Regions from separate parts of the Mus musculus genome. Here regions 2 and 3 are each linked to region 1. Evidence: chromatin contacts called from public Hi-C and promoter capture Hi-C data. All regions are on one chromosome and are shown on one strand. Each heading gives the region's core, a stretch centred on a gene start, on an enhancer-like site or on the middle of the called end of the contact. The rest is flanking DNA. Distances are from core to core; before and after follow the strand shown. Region 1 holds the start of Nudcd3 (NudC domain containing 3). Region 2 holds the start of Mtfp1 (mitochondrial fission process 1). Region 3 holds the start of Tbc1d10a (TBC1 domain family, member 10a).

Region 1 (3,952 bases), core at 425-2,924:
TCTGGCCGTCCTGGAACTTACTCTGTAGATTAGGCTGGCCTCGAACTCAGAAATCCGCCTGCCTCTGCCTTCCAAGAGCACGATCATAAATTCTAAGTTGAAAAAATTTACATCAATTTATCTGTATGGCTTTACTTAAAATTTGCTAAGGCCCAACACTATTAAGTTATTTGTTAAGCCTGGAATGTCTCTTACTGGAAAAGCATTTTCCTAACATGTTCAAGACCCTGAGTTTGTCTCCTAGAACTACAAGAAAACAAAAGTAAAATCAGTATTTTGCTCTGTGTGGTGGCATATATCTTTACTTCTGCACTTGGCAGGCAGAAACAGGCATATTTCTGTGAATTTGAGGACAGTTTGGTCTATACAGCGAGTTCCAGGGCAGCCAAGGCTGCAGAGTAAGACAATGTCTTTTAAAAAAGTTAATTTGTAGATGTTAGTTAGTCTAGTAGAGATGAAATTCATTAAAATCTTTTTTGTTGTTGTTGTTGTTTTTTTTCCGGTCAGGATCTCCTTGCAGAGCCCAAGTTGGTCTTGAACTGGCTATGTGGATGAATAAACATTTCTGGTTCTGTCGCCACCTTCCCAGTGCTAGGTTTACAGGTATGGGTTACTACACAGTTTATACAACATTCAGGACACATTAGTCACACATGTGGGTTACTACACAGTTTATACAACACTCAGGACACATTAGTCACACACTTTACCAATTTAGCTACATTGAATGAAAAAAAAACAAAAAGGAGGACATGATGGCTTCTAGGTATGGTGGAGGAGGTTTATTGTAGACAGGAGGGAGCAGACAGCCAGAAGCAGAGGCATCTGGGAGAATTCAGGGTGGAAGTGGCTGTAGAATGAGCTGGGCCATGTGAGAAGGGTTAGGGGAGAGGGTAGAAGAGACCTGGAGTCAAGAGGCCAGGAGACCAAGAGGCCAAAGGGTAAAAAGGACCTCATAACCAAAATGGCTGGGTTACATAGGAATCAGAGAAGCTTGGGGAGGAAAAGGCCAGCTCAGACTCTGGACTGGAGAAGTTTAGGGTAGAGGTCAGGATTAGTATGCCAGCCAGAAGGATCCTGTACCAGAAGGTACTGAGGGAGACTGGTGGCCAGAGTCTGCTTTGATATTTTATTAGGCATCTCAGCCATTTGTCTTCGGTTTGTGACCTAGCATATGTTCCTAATCTGTCTGTCTTTCGTCTCCCCCCAACCCTCTTCTGAGACTGGGTTTGACTCTATAGCCCAGGTTGGCCATGATTTGGATGCGGGGATTACAGGTATAAACCACAGATTGATTGTGTGTCAACCTTACATAAACGTTTTCTTAAAATGTCTATATGCACGTATTAGTAACGGCACGTGTATACACACATGCTATACATACGGATGCACACACACATATTTACAGTATCATACTTCTTTTTTTCCTTCACTGAGCTTTTCACACTTTTCTTGTCCTTTCAAGTCACCTTGAAATCTGGTGCAACCTTCTGAGTTTCACTCATAGCTCTGTTAATAGGAATTCCATACAATTCTACAATATTCCTTTTCCGTTCCCTCCGCTAACAAACAAAATGTGGTATTATAAGAAGGCGCACCAGACACCTACGCAGGAATTCAATCCAGAAAGAAGAAAGGCTCCCAGACCACGTGACACCTCCAGGGACTACGTCAAGTGGCCGTCACCACAATGCTTCCGCCCTCTTCAAACATGGTTGGCAAGCGCTCTCCGCATCGTGACCATGGTTATTCTTGCATGTAGGAACCGTACTGAGCGCATACCAATCTCCTTTAGGCAAGTGTCGCGGCGGAGGAGATCCAGCAGAGCCGCAAGAACGACGATCGGTTACCGCCGGTAGTAACAAGCGCGGACCGGAAGTTCCGCGTCTTCGCTGTCCGGGGGGAGCCGTTAGGCGCGCACGCCGGAAGTGGCCAATCAGCCGGTGTGAGGCGGTGCCCACTGTGTTCGCGTCCCTCGGGCAGCAGAGCCATGGAGCCCGGGGCTGCTGAGCTTTATGACCAGGCCCTGTTGGGCATCCTGCAGCACGTGGGCAATGTCCAGGACTTTCTGCGCGTGCTCTTCGGCTTTCTCTACCGCAAGACCGACTTCTACCGCCTGCTGCGCCACCCTTCGGACCGCATGGGCTTCCCGCCCGGGGCCGCACAGGCCCTGGTGCTGCAGGTGAGGTGGAGAGAGGCGGCGGGCCGTTGGGGTCCAGCAGGTCCTTACCCCAGTTCCACCTCCCAGCGCCAGAGGTGCCCCGGCTCGCGTCCTACGTCTGGGAACTGCGCCACTCCGTAGCCCACCCTTCAGGGTTTGTGATTCTCTCTGGGGTGCCACCAGGTGATTTGAGTAAATGGCCAGGCGTTATCTGACCCACGGATCCGTTGGCAGGAATGCGCTTCTTTGGGTACAGGCTGGGTTTGTGCGGGAGATGCTTAGGTGTTGGACCTGTCAGCCTGGGTTTGAGGGCCTCCCAGCGCCCTGTGGGCATCCCCAGAACGGTGCAAGGGGCTTGTTAGGCAGGGTTCAAACCGTGCAGGCTGTAGGAGGAGGACTTTCACAGCGGGAGAAACTAGTAGATTTCAGAATTCCCGGGCTCGGAGGTGGCAGGAATGACTGGTATGTATTGATTGGTGGGTGTGGCCTCTTGCCAGTGACTTACTAAGTTGGTGGACAATTGTAATGTTTACGAAATTTACATTTGGATTAAAATTTATATGTCCTAGGTTATATTTATTGTTTTTGAAGCGTTACTAATGACTGACTCAAGTTGTTTGGACACCTTTTTAAAAACTGTTTTCTTTCGAGACAAGATCTTGCTGTGTAGCCCTGGTTGACTTGGAACTTGCCAGGTAGATCAGGATGGCTTCGAACTTATGGTCCTCCTTCCCGACGCTCCCGCGCTGGGATTGTTGACATTGTTGAGTTAGTAATAAGCAAACATTTAATGAATATATTTAACACTCTCAGCTGCGGTATAGACTCTGATGGTATGGATATTTAAATAATGGTCTGTCTACTTTTGACACTGTACAGAGAGTAAAGCACAGACACTAATAGAGAGCTCTGCTAGTTCTCTGTGTGGTAGAGCTCTTTGGAAGGAAGTGATAGAAGTGGTAGTTAGGAAATTGAGACAGTTTTGTAGGAGACGTTGAAGTAGGTTTTGAGGGGCGTGTAGAGTCTGATTCACAAACCTATAAAGTGCTTCATGTCACCTTTGCTGTTTGTTGACCCCTGCATCAGCCCCAGACAGGGCTTTCCTGTGTAGCTCTGAAGTCCTGGAACTCACTCTGGCATCAACCTCAGATATCTGCCTAGGATTAAAGACTCGAATTGCCACCACCTGGCTTACCTTCCATCTTAATCTGTTCTGTGGGCTTGTCAGGGGTTACTTTCTTCAGTTCCTCTCAGTGGAAGAAGCCAAAGCTTAGAATGTTCTAGTAACTCTTAACATAATGACCATGAGGTGATCAGTGGGAAGGTTTGCTACTGAGTTTCAGTTTCAGAATGGAAACCGATGAGTCCCTGGGGTAGCTCATCCTTATCAGTGGCCCAAGTGCTGCTGGTTGAGTAATTGGAGAGGGTGAGAGGTGGCACCTTGTGTTTCTTTATAATGAAGTCTTGCCACCTGATCGCCATGCTCTCTGAATCTGACGTAGTAGTTCAACAAGGTTAGATGACAACAAGAACTTCACTCTGTTTCCTGCAACTCAGGACTTCAGTTTTCTAATTCCAAATCTTTTTGCCCTTTTTGTCATTTAGCCACTCCATAGTATGGTGAGAACTTTTGTTTTGGTTATGAAAGGAGGAAAGAGTATCCCAGTGGCTGGCTGGCATTTGAATTTCTTCTGTATAACATCTTATTTTAGCTTTAACACAATTTGAGAGGTTGGTTCTTGTTTGTCTGATGAACTGATAAAGGCAAGATAGATGCACTTATCGTACAAC
Region 2 (3,952 bases), core at 470-2,969, 2.1 Mb after region 1:
CCGAGGCTACCCAGGATCTAGTCACACATCTCAGGGGCACAGCCTGGCCTTGGTTTACAATGCTGTTAGGTACATTAACCAATGAATAAAGTGATCAATTTTCAAAGCAAAGAGCAGAATTCATTGCCCATCGCCGGCTTCCTAGCGGTCTCTTACATTAGACCCCAAATTTTCAGATGCCAAGTAGCAGGCTAAAATTACACACACACACACACATGTTCTGTTCCTTTCCCCTCTACTCTCACGACACTCGGACACAGGCACGCACAGAGAGACAGTAACGTCCCTTTCCTCTCCTCTCGCGACAACGTTCTCCGAAGTCCTAACAAGTTGCCTTCCGATTGGTTCAGCCGGTGAGCGTCGTCCGCCATCTTTGTTCAAGGCATTCGGATGCTCCCGAGAGCCTTCACGGTGAGGGCGGAGGCCCCGCCCCATTCGGTGGTTCCAGACGGGTTGGGCGGTTCTCCCGCGGTGACCGGCGCAGCGGGTACTAAATGGGAGGGAGGCCGAGGGTTAGCGTCACGTGGCTTTAGGGACCGTCTCCTAATTCCGCTCCAGCACTCTACCTTCCCACCCGCGCCGGGCTCAGTCCCCGGTGACCCACAAGTTTCAAGAAGACACGGGCTGAAAACACTGGCTTCCGAAGGGAGTCGGTATACACCTTTCGGATCTAAAAAAGCTAAAAGAACTGTGCAAAGCTAGATAAGACCCTGTTCTTACCTAGCTGGATATTTTTTGTACTGTGTAGCCTCCAACCAGGCCTGAAACTCCCTGTGTAGACAGGGCTGGTCTCGAACGCACATAATACTACCTGTTTCTGCCTCCTACATTCTGAGATGAAAGCATGCAACACCATGCCTGGCTTATAAGAGATTTAAGGCCATATTTATTTGAATTTATCTGTGTGTCTCATGTGTGAATGTATAGGTGTGTGTGTTTGGGGGAGGTGGGTGCTGCCTGTGGAAACCAGAAGTGTCAGATTCCCCCGAGATGGAGTTACAGATGGCTGTGAGACACCCGTGTAGATGCTGGGACTGGAACTCCGGCCCTCTGGAAGAGCTGTAAGCGCTCTTAACCACTGAGCCATCTCTCCATTCTCACCCATTTTGCTTTACAGACGTGGTCGTTGGGACCGGGGTGGGGAGTGGGGGGAGGGGCGGTGTGTGTGTGTGTGTGTGTGTAAGTGGCTTACATCTACTAGGCGGCCCAAGTAGGATTTGTCTCTAGGGGCCATAGCATTGCCCCTCTGAAATCCCAGAGGATTCAGAGTGCTTTTGCCCCTTGTAATAACTCCCTAGCTCCCTTTTCCATTTTAACAGTTGCATGAGTCAGGAGAGTGGCTGTCCTCTTTGTGTCTCTATTTCCCTACTGTAAAGTAGGACCCTACGCTAGTGCCAGAGCTTAAGGAAGCAAACTTGAGTCTACTGGACACATGATGACTGTTATAATTAATTAGTCCTTGCGACTGTCTAAGGCAGTGAATGTTGGCACGCCTCCCATTTACACACGAACCGCGGCTCAGAGAAATACACCTTTCCTAGAAGCCGCACACCTAAGAAGATTCCATTCTCCGATTGGAACTCTGACCTATTTAACTCCAAAAACTAGTCATGTCTGGGAGAGTTTTGCATTAACTGCTCAGAGAAAACAAGACCATCTGTCTGCAAAACCCAAGCCTAGGAGAGGGGCTTGGATGTTGTATAAGGCAATTTTCAGACACTCCCTGCAGTGGCGTTAGCGATAGCGGGACCCGTCCTTCAGCCTCGGACTACTGGCGGGTTCTTGCCTGGTGTTAGCCAAGTGCTAGTGGAGACACAGTTGTGGTGAGACTCTAATCTGCAGCGACTCCAACCTTGCCGGGGAAGTCATGTCGGAGCAGCAGCGGCAGGGCGCCGAGCGCGACCTCTACCGGGACACGTGGGTGCGCTACCTGGGTGAGCGTGGGAGTGACAGACGCAGCGACCCCACCACTCCGGAGGGGCTGGGGGCGGGGGGGGGGGGGAAGCAATGGACCGGGTTGCCGATCTGGAGTCTGAAAAGGGGCTTAGTTCTTATTCGGCTTGGCCTGGAGACAGGGCTCAGGAGAAGGCTAGGGACTTGTCCAAGGTCACACAACCCTGTTGGTTCAGATCTGTCCACGGGGCTCTTCTGGAGGCACAAACCGAGTGTGTGGGTTGCCCTCTGCCATGACCGTGCACTAGCCATGGCGTCAGAGGATCTGGACTCCTAGCAAGTCTGCCTTTCCCAGGCTCTTCCTAAGCTTCAGTTTTCTCTTCTGTAAAAAGGGCTGAATGCGAGGCACTCCTGTCGGGTGCTGACTGTAAGAGCGGGCTGAGGTAAGGCCTTAAAAGACCTGGCACTTGATACTGGTCAGTGGAGCCCACCCTCAGTGATTCGGTGGCCTCCGGTCGCCTCCCTGGTGCAGATCCCCAGAACCACGGCTGGGGACTTTGATCAGTGAGCCATGAACTTCATTGTCGGTGTCAGTCCGCGGGCCTAGAAACCAAAAGGTAAAGTTACTTGACTGAGGTCACCTGCCGCACTGTAGTTTAAGAGGTTAGGGTTAGAAGCAGCTTTCTGTGTAGCGCCCCCTTGTGGAAAGGGCCAGAGAGTTAAATGCCTTTTCCCTCCAGGCTACGCCAATGAGGTGGGGGAGGCTTTCCGCTCGCTGGTTCCTGCAGCTGTGGTGTGGTTGAGCTATGGTGTGTCCAGCTCCTATGTCCTGGCCGATGCCATAGACAAAGGCAAGAAGGCAGGAGAGGTGAGTGTTAATTAACCCTTTCCAACCCATCCTAGTGTGGGTGGTATGCAGTCTTGCAGTGGGGACAGCCCTATCCCCGTTAGCGTCTCATAGTGCAGTCCATAAGCTAATCTTGTTTGTAGGATTGTTCATCCCCACCCGACCAAACCATTTGGGTAGGAGGTGACAGTTGGTACCTCTCCTGGATGTGGGCAAATCACCCCCAACCCTGAATGTAGTACAGCCCAGTCCTCCACCCAGCTGCCTTCTACCCTACTACCTCCGCATGTTCTTCCTCCTTGGTCCACCGGCATGCTTCTGTCTATAGGTTTCCTACCTCTGCCCCAGCTGGGCTAAATGTCTTTGTACCTTTCAGGTGCCAAGCCCTGAAGCAGGCCGCAACACCAGAATGGCCCTGGCTGTGGTCGACACCTTTGTGTGGCAGTCTCTGGCCTCTGTGGCTATCCCAGGCTTCACCATCAACCGTCTGTGTGCTGCCTCTCTCTATGTCTTGGGTACTATGACCCACTGGCCCCCGACTGTCCGCAAATGGACCACCACCACACTTGGACTGCTGGCCATCCCCGTCATAATCCACCCCATCGACAGGTAGGGGCCTTTCTGGTCTCAGGGACCAGTCACTCTGCAGGTAGAGTTAGGCTGTGAACTGTGGGCACAAAACCGGGGCAGCAGAGGCAGGGTTGAAGTAGAGAGGCCATCTGTGCTCTTATCAGCTAGAGCGGCAGAGCGGCAGAAAAGGAAGCAGAGTGCCTTATGGGTACTGGACAAAGGTCAAGTAAATTCACAGAAATAAAGACCAGTGCTGCAAAATAGCCAGAGTTAGCCAGGAGTGCTGGATTGAAGGGAGCTGATATCGGCATGAGTCAAACTTAGTTTGCAAGGTAAATACAAAATAAAAGTCTTAGGATGTTTTCCGCACGGCTGGATCCAAGCATCTGAGCGCTACTGCCACACAGCATCCTTCATCTTCCCAACCTTCATCCATCCTTCAGCATCTCTCCCCGTCCCGTCCTTGTGGGTTTCACTCTCCTGCCATGTCCCAGTGACTCATGGTGTCCTGTCCCTTACAACATCTTACACCCCATTAAAACTTCTCCGTAGTGATAGCCAAGATGCCAAGGAAGATTCTCATTGGCTCCCTCAGATGAGGGGCCCATGTATGAGCAGTTGTCCTTCTGAGTAGCCAACCCT
Region 3 (3,952 bases), core at 407-2,906, 2.0 Mb after region 1:
TCATACAGGGTGAAAGGTGAGAATGAGGGCTTCTCCTGGTTCTGAACTGGACCAGGCTTAGTCTAATGTGAGCAAGAAAGAAAGGTTGGAAGAGACAGATCCAGTGGGTGGGAGGAAACATAGGTCAGAGGCCTGGATTTAAAATTTTCTCCTTCTAAGGAGGAGGAGGCCTCGTGAATAAGAGACTCTTGGGGAGGGAGGGTGATATGGTGGAAGTGACATTTATATGGGACAGCTTCATGGAGTGGGTTCTTAAGATAATCAAGCACTTCTGTAAGTCCCAAGAACAGCTGGGGACATCCTGGGCAGTCACAATCAGTCAGAGGAGAGGGAGAATATATACTGGCGTAGGGCTTCCATGGTGCCTGTGAGGCTCTATAAACTGGGAGGTACACTATGACAGGGAGGCTTGTCAGTTCTGGGTATGGCGCTAGTCTCCTATCACAAGACAAGTGGAATGAAAGCAGGATCTAGAGGCCATCTTCCTGAAGAGACCACCAGATCGCATCCGCAGTCTCTGGGAGGGCGGGCTTCTAGGGGTTCTGCTGTGTACAAATCTGTAGCCCAACATGCTCAGCTTGGAGGGAAGGTGTTACTCCTGCCTCAGCTTTCTCTAATGGAAAGCTGGGTACCTGGTAGCTCAAGGGTGGGGTGCTGTCTCCCTCCTTCTCCAGTCCTAGATCTGGATTTGGGAAGGAAGGACATAAACACGGCAGCCTGGGAGTCTACTGGCTGGCTCCCCTGTGATGAAGCTGACAGGGGAGTCCTAGAGTTGAGGTGCCCTATAACTACTGGGAAGGAGTGTCGGCCCACCTGTTGCCTGTGACAATGGACAAAGCTGCCTTTTGGCAGAGGGTGTGTAATGAGGAGAGACCTTTCCATGATGAAAAGAAACTGGGAGTCAAGATGGGACCCTCTGGGAGGGGGCTGGCCAGTGTCAATCCTTCTGAGATATGTGTCTGGAGGTAAGGGTTAGCGCGACCTGGAATAGCTCGGAGTCCTGAAGTCTTAAGATTTCCTGGGGTGCCGATACTGAGGTGGCGAGACAAGGATTCTGTGGGGTAGGGGGAGATGGAGAATAGCTGTGGGCAAAGTATGGGGCAGCCATCTGTGCGCGTGTCAGGGGGTGGCAAAGCTTTAAGGCCAGAGTAACCTGCGAGATTATGAGCTGGAGATGGGAAACCCCCATCGGGGATACTCTCCTTGGAGGGTATGGATCAGTCGGTTTGGGGAAGACCAGGAGGAAGGGAATGGCCTTTCTGTTCGTAGGTAGAAAGTAGGCTGCCGCTTGCGGCGTATCTGTGGGGTTGGGACAGTGGAGACACGTTGGTGGGTCAGGCCCACGCCTGTGCTGGTCCCGCGCCCGGCCCAGACCCCAGAGCTACTCACGCGCCCTCGGCGCCCTGCGAACCCACGATGAATCCGAACTTGTCGATGCGGCGCTCGGCGAAGCCGTTGGCCTCCGAGTCGGAGCCGAGCGAGCTCAGCTCGTCGGCGGTGGCGGCGTCGGGGCCCTGGGCCAGGCTTTCCCGGGTCCCAGACAGGCTCCCGCCTGCTGCGGGCTCGCGCGGCCCATTCTCTCTGCTGCTTTTCGCCATATCGGCCGCGCCCGCCACCAGAGCGCCAGCGGCCACCTCAGCCGCCTGAGCCGCCCGGCCTCCGCCGACGCTGCCGACGCCCCTCCCACGCACTGTGCCCATTGGCTGCCACAAAGCTGGGGGCGGATACCCAGGGAGCTCCCACCACGCGCCCAATGGGTGCCGAGGGTCCCGAGCCTCGCCCCTCCTCCAGCCTGGCGCCAAGTGGACCGACGTGAGGGGGCGGGACAACCGTCACCAAGGGCCCGCCTTCCCTGGCTGCCAATCACAAAAACTCACCTGGACTAGCTCGTCTGGCTTTTCCGGGTTGGCCCGGAGCTGGTGTGTCACCTGCTGCTGCTCTCTGGCAGAAGGTCTAGGGCTTCCCTAGAGGTCCTAAGGTCTCTGCCTCCATGGGAAACAGGGTCGTGGGTAGCGCTACTTCGCCAGGTCATTTTCAAGAACAGTGATGAGACGCAAGTGGGCTTAGGGATCTGAACCACCTGGCTGTTCTGCTTAGGGGGATGCAAATTAGCTCGTGGGAGACCCTATAAGAATAATACAGAACAGCCGGGCAAGATGGCTCACGCCTTTAATTTAATCTCAGCACTTGGGAGGCAGAGGCAGGCGAATTTCTGAGTTCGAGGCCAGCCTGGTCTGCAGAGTTAGTTCCAGGACAGCCAGGGCTACACAGAGAAACACTGTCTCGAAAAACCAAAACCCAAAACCAAATTATATATATATATATATATATATATATATATATATACACATACACACACACACACACACACACACACACACACATATATATATATCAGACCTAAGCTCTACCTTTTTCTTCCCAACACCTTTCTGGTGAGGGTTGATTTGTATTGTTTTTCTTTGAGATAGGGTCTCCAAAGTGGCTTTGACTTTACTATGTAGTCTAGGGCCCTCCCTGTCTCCCAAGTGCTGGGATTACAGATGTGGGCTATCCTGCCTGACTCCCCAATAGTTTTATTGAAATATGGTTAGCATACCACCACTTCCATCTATTTAAGGTATATACATACTTCCTATATTTAAATTCCATCACCCCACCGACACACCTACACATGCACAAATACATAAAAATTAAAGATAAATTAGGCATGATAACAGATGCCTGTACTCTGTAGGCTAAAACAGTTTACAAGTTCCGGACAGACTGACTGGGCTACAAATAAAAATCCTATCTCAAAAAAAAAAAAAAAAAAAAAAGTACAAAGCTGGGCGTGGTGGTTTTTATCCCAGCACTCGGGAGGCAGAGGCAGGCAGATTTCTGAGTTTGAGGCCAGCCTGGTCTACAAAGTGAGTTCCAGGGCAGCCAGGACTACACAGAGAAACCCTGTCTCGAAAAAAAAAAAAAAAAAAAAAGGTACAGTCCCATGGTTCTTTAGCATCCGTACAGAGTTGTGCAAACATTGCATCCTCCTCCTAGGAAATTCTACCGAAGAAAAATGAAAATAATGCTACCTGGTCAAATAGAGAGAAAAAGAAAAGAAAAAGAAAAAATATTCAAATGACTTTCACCAATTAAGAGTGTATAAATGTGGTATGTCCATACAATGGACATAATTCAGCCATGAAAAGAATAAAGCACTAATAAGTATGCAATGTAGATATATCTTGAAAGCAAAAAAGAAAGGGTAAGCAAGACAAGACCCTGTCTTAAACAAAGAAACAAACAAAAACTGAACACACAAAATCATTAATAATCATAGATACTGGAATATCTAGAAGCAGCAAATCTGTAGGTACAAAGAATAATGGTTACCAGAGAGTGAGGGAGGACTGGAAATGACCTTTACCGAATAGGAGTTTCTTTGGGGGAAAATGCACTTTTAGTACATGTCTTTTAGTACTTTTATACTTGCCCAATTTTACAGGTAGGTAAACCGAGGTTCTATAAAGTCAAGTCAGTTGTCTAAGATCCCAGGTTAGTTTATGGCAGTTCTAGAACCTCAGTTGTCACAAAATGCTTCTATTAGAATTGGGCTAATTGAGACTGGAGAGATGGCTCAGTGGTTAAGAGCACTGACTGCTCTTATGTGAGGGTCCTGAGTTCAATCAAATCCCAGCAACCACATGATGGTTCACAACCACCTGACGCCCTCTTCTGGGGTGTCCGAAGACAGCTACAGTGTACTCACATGTAATAAATCTTTAAAAAAAAAAAAAAAAAAAGAAAGAAAAAAAAGAAAAAAGAAAAAGAATTGGGCCAATTACACTCCTATGCACTTGACCCCAGCATACAACTTTCAGTCCTAAAGTTTGTCAGTTCTTAGAGTGGTTCCTCATTCATCTTTTGTATAATTTCCCAGGGTCATTTGACTCTCCCTAGATAACGAGGA

Evidence for each region. Promoter capture Hi-C pulls out the DNA fragments that hold promoters and counts their contacts. Hi-C and Micro-C count contacts between places; a contact is called where the count stands out from the background.
Region 2: a Hi-C map of CD8 T cells shows a contact between it and region 1, with 7 times the contacts expected there. The contact joins the promoter of Mtfp1 here to the promoter of Nudcd3 in region 1. A contact is called at or near these places in 1 of 39 promoter capture datasets (pre-B cells), 1 of 484 Hi-C or Micro-C datasets (CD8 T cells), 1 of 115 datasets of contacts at active chromatin or transcription factors (astrocytes) and 1 of 9 other capture datasets (liver).
Region 3: a promoter capture Hi-C map of liver shows a contact between it and region 1, with 5 times the contacts expected there. The contact joins the promoter of Tbc1d10a here to the promoter of Nudcd3 in region 1. A contact is called at or near these places in 3 of 39 promoter capture datasets (embryonic stem cells, liver and pre-B cells).

Annotation. Positions count from the first base shown.
Region 1 is chr11:6,198,173-6,202,124 of GRCm38.p6, reverse strand. Nudcd3 (NudC domain containing 3) reads left to right here and starts at 1,674. Exons shown (of 6, transcript NM_173748.5): 1 at 1,674-2,182. The coding sequence starts at 1,991.
Region 2 is chr11:4,093,198-4,097,149 of GRCm38.p6, reverse strand. Mtfp1 (mitochondrial fission process 1) reads left to right here and starts at 1,719. Exons shown (of 4, transcript NM_026443.4): 1 at 1,719-1,934; 2 at 2,634-2,761; 3 at 3,117-3,349. The coding sequence starts at 1,868. It overlaps Gm51935 (a long non-coding RNA gene), which reads right to left. Exons shown (of 3, transcript XR_003949843.1): 3 at 2,408-2,496. It overlaps Sec14l2 (SEC14-like lipid binding 2), which reads left to right. Exons shown (of 12, transcript NM_144520.2): 12 at 1-111.
Region 3 is chr11:4,184,537-4,188,488 of GRCm38.p6, reverse strand. It overlaps Tbc1d10a (TBC1 domain family, member 10a), which reads right to left and starts at 1,656. Exons shown (of 9, transcript NM_134023.1): 1 at 1,390-1,656. The coding sequence starts at 1,598.